Linked DNA regions of Mus musculus: region 2 is linked to region 1. The links are chromatin contacts, called in public promoter capture Hi-C maps. All regions are on one chromosome and are shown on one strand. The core of a region is the stretch at or near the end of the contact, and the rest is flanking DNA. Distances in the headings are between cores, read along the strand shown.

The links. Promoter capture Hi-C pulls out the DNA fragments that hold promoters and counts their contacts.
Region 2: a contact with region 1 is called in a promoter capture Hi-C map of pre-B cells, with 4 times the contacts expected there. The contact joins the promoter of Camk2d here to the promoter of Rwdd3 in region 1. A contact is called at or near these places in 1 of 39 promoter capture datasets (pre-B cells) and 1 of 484 Hi-C or Micro-C datasets (B cells).

What each region holds. Positions count from the first base shown.
Region 1 is chr3:121,170,114-121,177,172 of GRCm38.p6, reverse strand. Rwdd3 (RWD domain containing 3) reads left to right here and starts at 5,478. Exons shown (of 5, transcript NM_028456.3): 1 at 5,478-5,581. The coding sequence starts at 5,497.
Region 2 is chr3:126,591,762-126,599,691 of GRCm38.p6, reverse strand. It overlaps Camk2d (calcium/calmodulin-dependent protein kinase II, delta), which reads right to left and starts at 2,741. Exons shown (of 21, transcript NM_001346635.1): 1 at 2,188-2,741; 2 at 532-626. The coding sequence starts at 2,252.

The DNA.
Region 1 (7,059 bases), core at 4,229-6,728:
CTCCTCTAGTCCTGTGGTTTCCTGCTGCTGATCAAATGTGTTGGCTTTCAAGTCCTTGCTCTCATGCTACACTGCAATCACCAATCACCAAGGAGCTTGTGTCACAGACTATAGCTTCCTAAGAACCCGGTGGCGCCATATTTGGCGAATCAGAAGCCTCTCCACACAAGCTTGTTGAGGAATGCTGGCAGAGGGCTAACACCCAGATCCCAATGTCTTGGAATTGGTGATATGAATCTTGGCAGACACAAAACTTCACATTCAGTCTCTCTTCCCTTCTTTTCCTTTGTCATGGAAAAGCCTGTACCATAATGTTGAAAACAGGTTTTTCTAGGTCCTCTCCAGTGTACCTCCACACGCCTAGCAGGATTTTCTTTTGTTGCTCCATTACAGGACGGCTCATGGCCCAGATAGATTAGAAGCCCAACTCCTAGAGGGCAGGGAAGACCGTATTTTATCTACTCATTGTGGTGATTTGAATATAAATGGCATCCAAAGGCCAATAGGGGGTGGCATTGTTAGGAAGTGTGGCCTTGTGGGAGGAAGTGTGTCACTGGAGGCAGGCTTTGTGATTTCTGATCCTCAAGCCAAGCCCTGTGTCACTTTCTCTTACTGCTTCCTGCCAATCCAGATGTAGAACTCTCAGCTATGTCTCTATCATCATGTCTGCATGCATGCCACCATGCTTCCTACTGTGACAATAGTGGATTAAACCTCTTAAACTGTAAGCCAGCCCCAATGAAATGTTTTTCTTTATAAGAGTTGCCTTGGTCTTGGTGTCCCTTCAGAGCAATAGAAACCCCAACTGAGACAGGTTGTTCACAGGTTGGCTTTTTTTCTTTGTCCTTATTTGGTTGAAAAGGCAAGATGCTCCCTCAATCTCTCTGGTAAGGACATAAATGCCATTTGTGAGGGCTGTATGCTGATGACATGGTCACCTCCCAAATACCATCACATTCAGGTCATGGACCCAGAGAGGACACAGACCTTGAGACTAGAGCATGGGAAGCCACAAGATACAAATAAACAGAGTGATTTCAGATAGTGGTGAATGCTGTGAGAAAATGAAGGCAGAGCAGTAAGCTAGGGATCTGGGTGGTGGGGGACAAGGGAAGGAAAAGTGCTGGGTCCAGAAAATTACGTGACAACTTAATCTCATGACCAGCATTGAACTTGATGTGACAGGGACAGCAGGTTGCTTCCTCGTGGCATTGCCCTTTCTCTATAATAAAGAAATGATAAGAGTAGATGATACTTAATTTATTCTTCAATATCTAGGTGAATCCATGGTCTCTGTGATTAAACATGGTATTGTTCATATTTCCTTTAACTGCGACATTCATGGACTGAGATCCAGCCAACAGCATCGGACTGGATGTACGAGGACATGGCGGTTGGAACATCTCAGGTCATCAAGAACTGCACAAAACTGAGGATCAAGCTAGAACAGGGCCACGGAGCCCAAGTCTGGTCTAGACGCCATCTCCAGACCAGAATATGTGAGAGAGGAACACATGTGTGCTGTGAAGGCTGTGGAAGTTTTAGGATCTGTGCATTTCCCATCAGAGCCATTCCTAAGCCATAAATCCAGTAAGCACCTGAGGTTAGAATCTCTTAACCTCAGAGTTAGCATCCTTCCCCCTCTTCCTGAGCCTCCTGCGCTGTGCTTTCTTCTTTTCCCCTCTGCTTTTCTTACTGCTTGTCCTCTTAAATCAGTCATCTTTCAAAACTAATATGCCCAGAAGAAATGATCTATTGAGCACATTCAGAAATCAACTTTGAATACAGAAAACATAAACCTCACAGGAGAGAGCATTAGCTATGGTCTCTTACTTGTTCATTACACAGCCACCTCTCCTGGCTCCCAAACTATGACTGAGTACAATTTCAGACTGTCACTGCTTATGTCATTGATATGTCACTGTTTATGTCATTTTTAAAATTTCTTCTCTACCTTGTGGGTTTTTTTCCTCACCACTTCCCATTCTCTACTCTTTCCCTTTTCCTTCATAATGTCTTTCACCCTTCTACAGTGTTTCTGCTTGTTTGCCTTTAAGAACCCCAGGCCCCACTTTTGCTACTCTGCTCTGGGGCCTCCCTTTATCTCCCTCCATTTCAACCACTGTCTTTCCAAAACAGTCATATTTGCACATTTATAGCTCCTCCAGATAATAAAAACTGGCTCTCCTAGTCATAGACTGTGAGAAAAATATAAGGACTAAAAGGAATATATTTGCTGCAGCAACCAGAATTAATCATTGGGTATTATTTTAATTAGACAGACCTTAAAACTCTAATGATAAGGATGAGTTGTTTGGATAACATTGATAAGCATTGAACTGTCAGTGGACATTGCCCCGGGGACAGCTTCCCACACAGCAAGCTAGGACTGTTTTGATAGCATTTGTATTTAGGAGCCAAGCACAGGCAGATTGCAATGGATATGCTAGAGCAAAGACAGATAGATTATCTGGACGAGGTGCTGGCATATCTTGACCCAAAACAGAAATCCGGGCCAAATTCTCATGCAATTGAGTTGTTTCTATTTTGACATCATGGTGAAAGATAATTTTGCAACTTTGACTCTGTAACAGAACAGAAAGACTTATGATCAATTAATAGCACCCATTTGTACCCTTTTGGAAGCCTGTGACATTCCTGAACATTACAAAATTATTTTTCCTCCGGGCAAGTTTTGGGCAAAAGCATGGCACCATCCCCACTGTCCAACCATGTCAGGACCTTGAACTTCACTTTGGTTAACCACATGTGGCATTTCTTGTGCCTACAACATGGCGAGACAGTTTTCGACTACAGCAGATTGTATTTCCTTATCTAGATCGAAGGTCGGAGTGTGTTCTTGCTTCATCTCTGTCTCAAGAACTGTCACAGAGTCTGAGAACGTGTAGAGACCTGAGCAAGCACAGGAACGCTTTAGACACACACAGCATGGCTTTTCCCAGTTAGCTCTGTGTAGGAAACTGGCTTTTAGTGTCTTCTTCATTATTTTAAGGGCTGGAGCGCAACCTTGAGCAGCCCAGGCAGGTACTCCACCACTGAGACATTTTTGGGAGTAATTTTTAATGTTCTCAGATCATAATTTTTCTTATTAAGCCCACTCAGCTTTTTCTCAGGATAAGTAACGTTTCACCTTTCCCAATTGGCTTCAAGTTGGGTCCTGTTTGCTCGTGAAAGTGGGTTTTGACAGTCAGTAGAGCTGTTCTGGGAAAATTAAAAGAACTACCTGTCCACACTGACTTCCTGGGTTAGTGGTTTTAACTGGGGGTGAGAGGGTACGAGTCCCCTCCTATTCCAGTCTTGGGTACACTGCGCTTTAGGAGAAATGCATGGAGAGGTAGCACTGTTTTAGCAAATCACACACTGGTGTGCGTATTTGTGGGAGGTGGGGATAGAGGTGGATAATATACTCTCACTGTTCACATCCACTTCACATTTAAATATCTAGAATTTCAGTAGCCGCTGACTAGAAGAAATCTTATTACAAGAAAAATGATTATGGTGCCGTAGCTTCAGAGATCTGCCAGGTACCTGCTATTTCCGTTGTGTGAGAAATGCCAAGCAGACATCACGCTGCCTCTGTGATGATTACTTCTAAATGTCAGAGTGCAAGAAATGTATTCGAGGGATTTCAGTGTCTCCGGGTAGTGTCAATTTAGAAGACAATTCACATGAACTTTTTATTTAAGCATGCTAAATGAAGTATGAAAAGCAGGTTAAGGAATCAACGGAGAAAGGAAAGCAAAGAAGAAACCCACTGACCAGAAAATTTTAAGTATGATAATAGATGGCTGTACTTTTACATCAATTCCCATGGACCCCTTACTGACAGTAGGCTCCGGTGATCGCCTCCTAATCCTGCTGACAATGAAATCACGCTGTTCGTGTTATTTCGTTCATATCACACATTGAATTTGAAAAATTAAAACAGGATGAGGGCTATTCAATTATTGTGTGGACCATTTAACAAATATGACAAATAATCAAATTAATATTTTCCATTACTTTTAGCAGTAACATTGGACTTTAAACTGAAAATTGAATAACAGAGTGGTGCTGTAAATCAAAAAGTGTAATCTTTTCCCCAAATCTCTCTAACAGTTAATTATGAACCCACTGAACTTGCTTGAACTGCTATTTTGGAAATAACTCAAAGGAACTATTTTTTTTTTCTTTCTTCTAATACAAATTGGTTACATTATAGATAATCATGTGTTTAAATAAACCTTTATCTTTCTAATTATTTGCACAGCACGGTTCCTAATTGCCTGGGGTCACTGAAATCTCAGGGCATCCCTGGAAAAGCTTTTCTTGTCTATCTCATCAGATTTCCTTTCTCTTCTTGGAAGCCAATTTCTCTTCCTTTTTTCAAATTGCCCTTTTAGCAATAGAAATGATGATTGGGATAGTAACGTGGCCCAGTTAAAATTATTCTGACTTGTAGAAGTCAGTGAAAGGAGTCACTGAAGACCTACTTAAATTCTTTGATGAACTCACAGAATGTTATTTCTGATACAAACCAGTGGCATGAGACCTCCCCGAGTGAGCCAAAGGACTCTTGGGAGCTGCAGAATTAAAAATTTTTATTTTGGGGGCGGGGGGAGTCAAATGCACCTAGACAGAACTACTTACCACAAATTAATTTTGCTTACTAAAGTCGAGGTTGAAACAGATGCATCACTCATTCTGTTATCCTATTGTTACTGCGAGTGTTTTGAAATTTAGGTCAAGATTCAAAGATGGTGATTTCACCATTAAGCTTCAGGGATCAGAGAGGTAATAGACACATTATGTTATATGCATCGAATATCACCTGAACCGAACCAAACCGAACCAAATCAAATCAACTCAAATCAAATCACTGTAAAGCTAGTTTTTGGCTTTGGACCCCATCTCTAAGGAGTCTCATCTCAGTCTTCCCTCTTCTTCATCTTGGACTGGAAAGAGGCCCTGGAATCTAGACCTTGTGTGTAATCCCGAGGCTAGTGACCAACCAGGTCAGTATCCTGGAGGTCATTATCGTTCTCTTTTCTGAAATATCCTGACCACGAGGGTCACTGACCCTCATGAGGACATGGAATTTGTGTTTTGCTCACTGTGGGATCTCAGGACACAAAGTTCAAAAGCCTGACAAGGGCTCGTTCGCCTTGTTTGGCTTTTCTTGTTTGTTTAGGTTTTTTTTACTCTCTCCATTTCCTCCTAGCCTGGTGAAGCACGGTGGGTTCACAGCCTGGTTGTTCTTGTAGGGGACTTTGGGGCTTTACAGGTCTCTCTCTGATCCAGAAAACCACAGAGGCCAAAACTCAGAAGGTTCTGGGCGGACACATGCCACGCCCATAAACACGCCCATCTCCCCGCCCCCCGCCCGGCGCCATCCGCAGCCGACCTGGCTGTGAGGCCGGGGCGCCCCCCAGTGACCGTAGGGGAGCTTTGCTCCGGGAGGCGGCGGAAGTGGCTTTGGGTTCTGGTCGCACGGATATGGTGGAGGAGGTGCGGCAGGAGCTCTCGGCGCTGGCCGCGATCTTCTGCGGGCCCAACGAGTGGGAGATGTTGAGCTGTTCAGGTGAATACCCTGCCTCTCACCCTGCGGCCACTGCGGGGAGTCGGGGACCCGGTGTCTTGTGGCCCTGGACAGGAGTAGGAGGGGACTGGGGGGTGGGGTTGGCCTGCGCTTGCAGTGCCCTCCCCTGAGCTCGCCCTCTCCGCCCCCCTACCCCGTGCTCTCCCGCAACTAGACGGTGCGCAGTGCCCTCCTCGTGAAACCCAGCTCCTCCAAATAGTCGGCATCCACCATAAGCATTTGTGTATCACGTCCCTGACAACAGGACGCTGTAGTTGGTTGTCAGCCACGTGGAAGGCAGTCAGGAAATGCTTGTTAAGGTTTGAACTCTCCAGAGTTAATTGCCTTTGACTTTATTATTAATTTTTTTTGTTGTTTTACTTAAAAATATTTTTATTTTTACGTTTTCCAGGCTGCTGAAAAATGGCAGCCGATTCCAGACTTCTGCTGGACGCAGCATGGAGACCTTCTCTTCTAACCCAGGCAGGGCACCGACCCTCTGAGAGTTTATAGTCTGTAAAGCTATTACTATTGTTGTTATTATTAATTGTTTTAAAAAGCTAAAATTTCATTCTTGTCTTGGCTTCCGTTAAGGAACCCAGACGCTCCACTCACACACTTTTAAATTTTTTTTTGGCGTATGTATGAGTGTTTTGCATGCCTGTATAGACCTGTATGCTGAGTGTGCCTGGGAGGCCTGAATAGGACGTTCAGGGGCTAGGAGTTACCGAGGGTTTGAGAGCCTTGCCTTAAAGGTGCTGAGAACTGAACCCAGGGAATAGTCAGTGCTCTTAACCACTGAGTGCCCCCAATTTCCCCCTTTTGGGAAAATGTGCTGATGCAAATTATTCTCACCCTCGCTGAGCTGTCAAATATGTCATGTACATTTTGAGGTCAGTGAGAGCCATCCCTCTACTGTTACAATGTAACTACGATTGTAATGGCTTTTCTGACCATAAATTGGCTTAGCTCTAGGAAGACAGTGTGAGATGTGCTAGACCTAAGGAAGCTATATCTATGATTAGGAGGGCTTTGGGTTTCCATAAGATAAGTCAGTGACCCCTTTCTCCTATGCCTTCTTGCATGCACACATCTACAGATCTTTGTGGTGATTTGACGTTTCAGGCCATGTGAACTTTCTAGAAAAATGGAGTTGCTCTCTTCTTAAGTGCCTAGACCTGTCTTGTATATTTTTGAAACTTCCTTAAGACCCCTATGAAAGGATTTATTGTAGGGATTTGCCACCCTCTTGTGATTGGGTAGCATCCTGATCGGTTAGCATCTCCTGTCTCCACAATTCTCTCTATTGGTAATTGCTTCTGCCGGAGGCAGCTATTTAAAGGGATCACTCGTGTCTCCGAGTTCTTGTATCGTGACTTACTTGCCAATATCTGGGAGAAACGAACCTGTGATGTCCTATGACATTTTAAAAAAATGGTGGTGGTTTGCATTATGACCAATCAGATACTGTTGATAGGTCA
Region 2 (7,930 bases), core at 1,492-3,991, 5.4 Mb before region 1:
GCCTAGCCTACACATATCAAAGCCAAGCTAACTTCCTAGATTACAGTAAAAATCTCTTCCTACTTCCCCAAACCACTGAAGTTAAATATACCTCGCTGTATTAAGTTCAGCTGTAACTACAACTGTAACATACATTCAACTGAACCATGACCCATTTTTTTTTTTTGTCTCAGAAGTGAAAGGGGAATTATGACAGTTATGAGACTTGCATTTTTTCCATTTCAAGATCCTTCTGAACAGATTTCAGCAAGGCCCCTCATGACATTTATTTGCTTTGCAACATATTTATCTATACCATTGCTTAGGAGACAGCATTTTAATAACTCGCTGATAACAATTATATTTTTCACCTACTTTTCAAAGGAAACAAAGCAAGAGGCTTTTGGCAAGGAAAAATGGTAATATGTAATATGATACCTAAGTCCAAAATTCAATTATAACTACATGCTATAACTACTTAGAAGACACCAACCATTCACACAACAAATACAACATTAACATATATAAATAAATGTGGTTTAAAATACCCACCCCTAGCAGAAAGCTTTTTGGTGTTGATAATTTTGGCAGCATACTCTTGTCCAGTAGGGATTTTCATACATCTTCTCACCACTGAGAACGCCCCCCTGGAAACCAATAATTAGCAAGTCGTCAGTATAATCAGATCTAGTATCCACTTGCAAACTCACAAATCTGAGCGGTTTCATGAACCTTTAGTGGTCTGTCAAATAGCAACATAATAAAAGCATTATCTAGAAAATAAACAATTCTTTCCTGCCAGCCCAGATCTTTTTTAATGTTGTGGAATGAAAGTCGTTTTTAATTGACTGGAAACACGCAGATTATTAATCAACAAAATAGAAGGTAATGCCAATTATGACCACTCTTTTTTGCACATGAAATTTGAAAACAATTTGTAATTCACACTCACAAAACACCAAATGCTCATAGCAAACCCTGCAAAGGACCGAGCTGGGGAACAGAAGAAAAAAAAAAAAAAACTGTTTATTTCGGTAGGAAACATAATTAACGTGGTTCCAACTAAGTAAATATGGCGATTGTTTTCATTAAAACATAAATCTCGAGCTCACTGGTGTGCTTTAACAGGTTCTGGGGTAAGGTGATTTCTCTCTGCCTGGTTTGGGCTTGGGGGGAGGGGAGAGATTTAAATTAAGCTGCTCTTCCGACATACTCCATGTTTCAACAGCAGATCATCTATAAAGATATCATTTTCATTTGATTTAAAAGTGCTCACACTTCCTTTTATGCAACTGTAAGGAAACCTACAGCACACACACACACACACACACAAATGCATCCCTTCCCTGATAGTGGAAATTAGCGATAGGTTTGGGGTTTGATGCTCGGTAAACCAACACTCCCTCCTGACTGAGTCTCTAGTTGCCCCTGTGCAGATCTTCAGTAGGTACCCTGTCCCTCCTTAACATCTCAAGGAAGTCCTGCCACTTCAGTGGAGGAGGTCGTTTTACACAAGCTAGGCTACCCTGGGGAAACGCTCTCTCGGGCTCTAGGGCTTTCCTCTGCCTGGATAAATAAATCCTCTCAGAGACGATGTACACCTAAATCCTAGAATGATGGTGAGCGACTCATCTTAGTGCAAAGAAGGATAGCGGATACATGGCAGGGACGTGGGTTCTGTTGGGTGGCCCTTTTCCTGAACGGAACAACTACTTGGATGCCGAACCAGACTCTCCACCAAGCCAAGTTGAACTTTCGGCATCGATAAATATGGCACCATCTCAGAGAGCGAGTGTTCTCTCGTTAGCTCATCCGAACCTGGGTCAGATCGCAGATACAGCGCGGGCTGAGCAAGAGACATCTATTTACCAAAAATGTGATAAATGTTGCATTTTACATGCATCTCCTTTCCTCTCCGAACACACATACACACACATTCGCACTCGCGTGCGCGCACACTTCTCAGGATGACAGCTACAACTGCAGAGATCATAAATTCACTAAGTCCCCCGTGGAGAGGTGGAGGACCCGAGAAGATGGGCTGGGAATTCGGAGCACCCGCCACAGTAGGGCAAAGGTTTCCTTCCCTGTGTGCCCCACCCGCACCAAGCCAGGGTCCGTCTCCCCGCCTCGGCCCGCAGGCTCTCTATCCCCACGAGGGAGACGAGGGGTCGTGGGGAGGAGGAGATGCCAGGCAGGGACGCTTACTTTCCGAGCTCCTCAAAGAGCTGATACTCGTCGGTGAACCGGGTGCAGGTGGTGGTCGAAGCCATGGCGGGGTCTGGACAGTGCGACGGGCGACACGCGAACAGACCTGGCTTCCCGGGACTGGCGCCGCCGCGCTGTCACCCGGGGCCGCCCTCACTTTCCGTGTCCGAAAGTAGCTCGCCGGCGAGGGAGTGCGCGCAGGGGCGGGGCGCGCGGGGCGAGGTGGCCAGACCAGCCCGCTCCGCGATCCCTTGTCCTCTCCTCCTCCCGCCGCGGTGGCCGGGCCGAGGGCTCCCGAAGGGGCGGGGGAGAGGTGTCAGGAGGGGTTGCCGCGGTCACCGAGGCCGCACGGAGAGCTCAACGCAGCGCCCGGAGTGGCGGGCGGCAGCGGCCGAGTGAACACCCAGCCGGTCGTTCCAGCGGGCAGAGGAGGCGCTGGTGGCCCGCGCTCCCTCCTCTCCACGGGGCCGCAAGGCTGGGAACCCGCGGGGCGACAGAGTGCGCTCGCTCGGCTCGGGCGAAGCTGGCAGCCGCGGCTCCTCCCCGGCGCCTCCTCCCTCCTCTCCCCGCCCAGCGAAGCCCCCTCCTCGGCGGCCCCACACCTCCCTCTAGCGACTCCAGCCGCGTCCCTTCGGGCTGCTCTCCCGCAGCCGTCTAGGGAGACCGAAGGGAGATGCGCGGAGCAGCAGGGAGCGCGCTTAAGGGGACGGGACTGAGATGTCGCAGTGACCCACGAAGGGCGGAAAGATGAGAGACCACTCGAAGCTCCCACAACCCGGATGCCTCTACCCGGGCGGGATGGCCGCGAGGCCGGGGAAGCCGAGAGAGGGAAGCAACCCTTGCATCTGGGCGCGGTTCGCGTTTACTGCTCCCAGACCCGGGTCCAACGTCCCCCGGCTCGCAGCTACTGCCTGGGGCTGCCAGCCTTGGCCACCTCTGCTGCGCCCGGCTGTCCCTTAGCTAGGGGCAAAGATGGTCAGGGCACCACGTTTCGCTTCAGTTTTTACTGTCACGTCTTCGCCCTTCTCTCCCCTTTTCCCGACTAGGGCGATCCCCATAAGCATTTGCTTGATCATAAACTCTAACATAATGAAACCCAAAAGTGCACCACTCTGCCACACCTTCCTTCCTCTCCAGAGTAACTCCCCTGTAACCTCAGCAAGTTCTGATAGTAAGAAGGCTTCTCGCGAGATGTCCCACGCCAGTGGCGAGGGGGTGGGGCGGTAGGAAGGTTGGCTGTGGGTCACGCGACCCAGAGGGGGCTGACGTCATTAGCGTCACGTGAGCGTGCCTAGCCTGTTTCGCGTTGCCGAGGGAGAAGGGAGAGGGAGGGTGGGAGTTCTTTACCTGCATTCTCAAAGAGCAGGCCAAGTAGGGGCACAGGAGTGTACTCCCTCAGTGGCTATCTGGAAAACCATTTAAGAGTTCAAGAACGTGTGTACAGTTAAGCATATCTGACACTGTTGCTTAAAAATTAGCATGGAGAAAAAAAATTAGCATGTAAGATGGGTTAAGGTGTAAGTGGTGGCTAAGATCATTTCTGAGCCTTCTTTTCACTTCTGAGTCTTTAATAAACGAGGCAATTGCAGATTTAGAGGCCTACGGAAAATAGAGACGCATCATGAACTTTTAAAAAATTTTCTTCAGACTGTTGCTTTTTGTTCTACAGCAGGAAACCATAAAATCCTGCATTTCTATTGCTTATGTGCTCGTGCTTAGAATCACATCGTGCACTTAAAATTTCACAGTGGGAAGATGATAGATAACTTTCAGTTAGGGAGCCTGTACATGCTTTTAGGGCGGCTATAAGTTACTACTTTGCAGGTTCTTTTATTCCCTGTTCTAAAGAATGCTGAGTGGCCTTTGAACTGAAGTACTCAGACGGCCATATAATTTTTAAATGCTTTTTTTTGTTATAGATTTTGCAAATATTACTCATACTTCTAATAGCCCTCTCCCACTCAACACAAGAAAATACTTTTTGAATTTAGTCATCATTCAATGTCTGCATTGTTTTGCCCATGAAAATGTCATTTACTGGCCTGTTTTACTATAATTTTCCCTTCAATTTTACTTACATCATTTGATATTCTGCCCACGCACTAGATTCCTAGTGCTGATTTTTGACGTTGCCAAGCACGTGGGATCAGCACACGTCCCGCTTTGTCTTGTATTGTTCCTACCTGGGGGCCTCTGCTGTTCAGTTGTCATTGTGGGACACCCTTGGAAGCTTATTGAAGTTCCTCTGTGGTTTTTATATAGCTTTGATTCCTTTTTGTTTTTAAAAGCAAATTTTGTTTTTTATGTCCTTAAATTTGAACATTTTTATTTGATTGGAATAGTCTCAGTGTGTCTCTCTTAAATGGCATGGAACTCACTATGCAAACCAGGCTGAGCCTCAAACTGAGAGATCCACCTGCCTCTGCCTCCCCAGCCTGTGACTAAAGGTGTGAAATACCATGCCTGGCTAAATTTGAACATTTTTAATAACAAAACTGAAATGAGCTTGGATCTTAAATCCTGGCAATAAAAGATAAGGATTACTTGGTATAAATGTAGTGACAAAGAAAGGAAGATGAAACTAAAAAGTTAAAAGGAGAAATAGTAGTGTTTAAGTATTAATAACCAAGCCAAAAATTGAAAGGAAGATATAATTTGGCCTTAACTAAACATTTTTAATATGTAGCTTAAATATATGGCTCTCGGTTATAATGGCATAACTTAATATTCTTTTCCAAATCCAAAAGTGAAAACAAAAATAAAATTTTAAAAATGAGCATAATAAATTTTTTACAACTAGGAAGAAAATTGTTTCTTAAATACCAATGCAGTGAAGTCTACATAATTACAGTATTTAACTCAGTTGTTTAAAATAATGGTAACTGTAAATGGTTAGAATAATTTTAAGTATAATAAAAAAGTAACTGCTTTTGATGTATCATTATCAAGTTAGTATTTGTAGACAAGAACTTTGTACAAATAATGTTTAATCTACACATGCTCTGTTGTTTGATCTATATTGTATTCTCATTAAAATGTTTCTTTTATTTAAAGAATTCACAATTATTCCTAAAGTTAGGGCTTCCTTAAGATAATAATCAGATTGATTATTTTTGGTTGTGAGACTAGCCTTTAATGGTTGAACCATCTCTCCAGCCTTAATTATAATTCTCTTAGTTCTATTTCATTATTTTAGGAATACCTGCAAAATAGTTAAATTTTTTAAAAGGCATACTTGTAAACAGAGTGACTAGAATTTAGTGTCAAATGTATTTGCCTTTAGTCAAATGTCCTTATCTGACTATTGCAGTGAACCAAGAGGAATGAAAGAGTAATAAAGAAAGGAGACTCTTAATAGTTATTCAGGAAGGGCTGGAGAGATGGCTCAGCAGTTAAGAGCACTGACTGTTCTTCCAGAGGTCATGAGTTCAATTCCCAGCAACCACATGGTAGCTCACAACCATCTGTAATGGGATCTGATGCCTTCTTCTGGTGTGTCTGAGGACAGCTACAGCATACTCACATAAATAACAAATAAATAAATCTTTTGGAAAAAAAAAAGAATTATTCATGGAACTTGCTTAAAATGGTAAGACAGATTTTATTCTAACTGGACCATGGTGACAGGAACAGTTGTAACTTCATCTTCTCAACTCCGACTCAAAAGAGGACAAGCAAAGATTGACAACAAAGGAACGTATGGGGGGACAGGGGGTGTAGCACGGACTGAACAGTTTCTTCCTCTTGTCCCGTTTTGCTACTTGGAACTAAGAGTTTCAGAACTTTAGTATTCTCACTCAGAATGGACACGAGTCTAACATACATGGTATACTAAGCCTTAACCGTGACTTTCCTTCAGACAAACCTTCCAGGAAACACAGCACTGACCTCCAAGGGTAGAAGAGTTCACTCTGGAGCCAAATATGAGTGGCCATTGCCCGGGAACACTGGTTATCTTAATTCCCATGTCCCAATGTAGTTAACAGTTTTGTGAAGTTGTGTGTTAACTGAACAAAGTAAATCGTAAATCGAGGCACTTTCCAAAAACATTGGTGGAAACATCGTGCGGGAAGATAACTGAAGAGCCAAGGAACCTCAGCTCTAGGCCTCGGATGTTATCTGATATCATTCTTAGCCTGTTGATTGACAGAAACTAAGGGTCTGCTTGTACTTTCCCAAAGAGTCATCTAATAGTCACAGAGCTATTAGGTCACACACAGAGGAGGGTGATAAACAGCTATGGAGGGCCAAGATAGAGCAAGATAATTTGTAGTTAGGACCTTGATGTTCACCATTCCAATGTTTTCAAAATCACCAAAGCTCTAATCAGAGCCTTCCAGGCTAGCAAGAGTGTGATAACATACTCGGTCTGTCTTTCTCAATACATTGTATGAATTTAAAGTTCCATCCATTTTTCCTGGGTTTTGTTTTCTTCTTTTTAAGTATTTTTATTTTTAAGAATTTTCCACATTGTATTTTGATCATGTTTACCCTTTAGCAGTTCTTCTCGGATCCATCTCCCATTCCATACCCTGTAACTGTATGTCCTTACTCTTTTAAAGGCCTATCAAGTTCAGTTAGTGTTGCCTGTCTACTATTGAATGTGTGGCCATCCACTGGAGCATGGATCATACATACCCTAATGGAAAATAAACTCTCTCTCTCTCTCTCATAGAAGCTATTAACTAGCAATATTTCCTCAATTAGGGGTGGGACTGCCTGATCAACTCTTCCCTCTGTGCTATGATTTGGTGGTTTGAGCTTGTACAGGTGACTGCATGCTGTCACAATTGCTGTGAATTCATATGTGCAACTGTCCTGTTGTATCCAAAGACCACTGTCCTTAAAGTCATCCACTGCCTCTCACTCTTAGTCTTTCTTCAATGACACTTGGCCCTTGGGAGGAATGAGAGTGATATACATGACATAGGCTCACCTATTTATGGCTGAGGACTCCCTGGTCATTTACTCTCTGTGCTTTGAAGAGTTTTGATTTCAGTGTTCATCACTAACTCTTAAAAAAGAAATTTCTCTAGTGAGGTTTGAGTGCTACACTATAGTTATCACAATAAGTCATTAGAATTCAATGTAATACCACATCTCTTTTTCAGAGGAAATAGCAGTCTATTCTCCACCAGGGCCTATGACTGTCTAGTTTTAGGTTCTTGGTCCCAATAATGGTGCCAAGCACAGGTTCCATATTGTAAAGAGGGCTATAAATTCAAATGAACAGAGGTTGGATACTCTACTGGTTGGTTTGTCAACTTGACACAAAGTACAATCACCTGGGAAGTGGACACCTCAAGGGAGGAACTCTCATCTGATTGGCTCATAGGTATGTCTGTGGACCATCTTCTTGATTAATGATTGATGCTGAGAATATTGTGGGGGTGGTGCTACTCTTGGGTAACCATCCTTGGGCTGTATAAAAAGCAAGCTGAGCAATCCATGTAAACAGTGTTCTTCCATGGTCTCTGTTTCAGTTCCTACCTTCAGGTTCCTGTCTGAGTTCTTGCCCTAACTTCCCTCAATGGTGGACTGCAATATGGATGTATAAGCCTGTTCTCTCAAGTATCCTCTGTATAGCAGGCAGAGTGCCCATGAATCCCTTATCATCATCATGGAATCATTTCTTCTTTATTTATGACAGATACCTGTAGTGGAAACAAAATTCTCTGTTGGCAATTGTCTCTCAGACTTGGAAACCATCATCCCAAGATCTCTTGGCTTCAGGTTTCTTTTG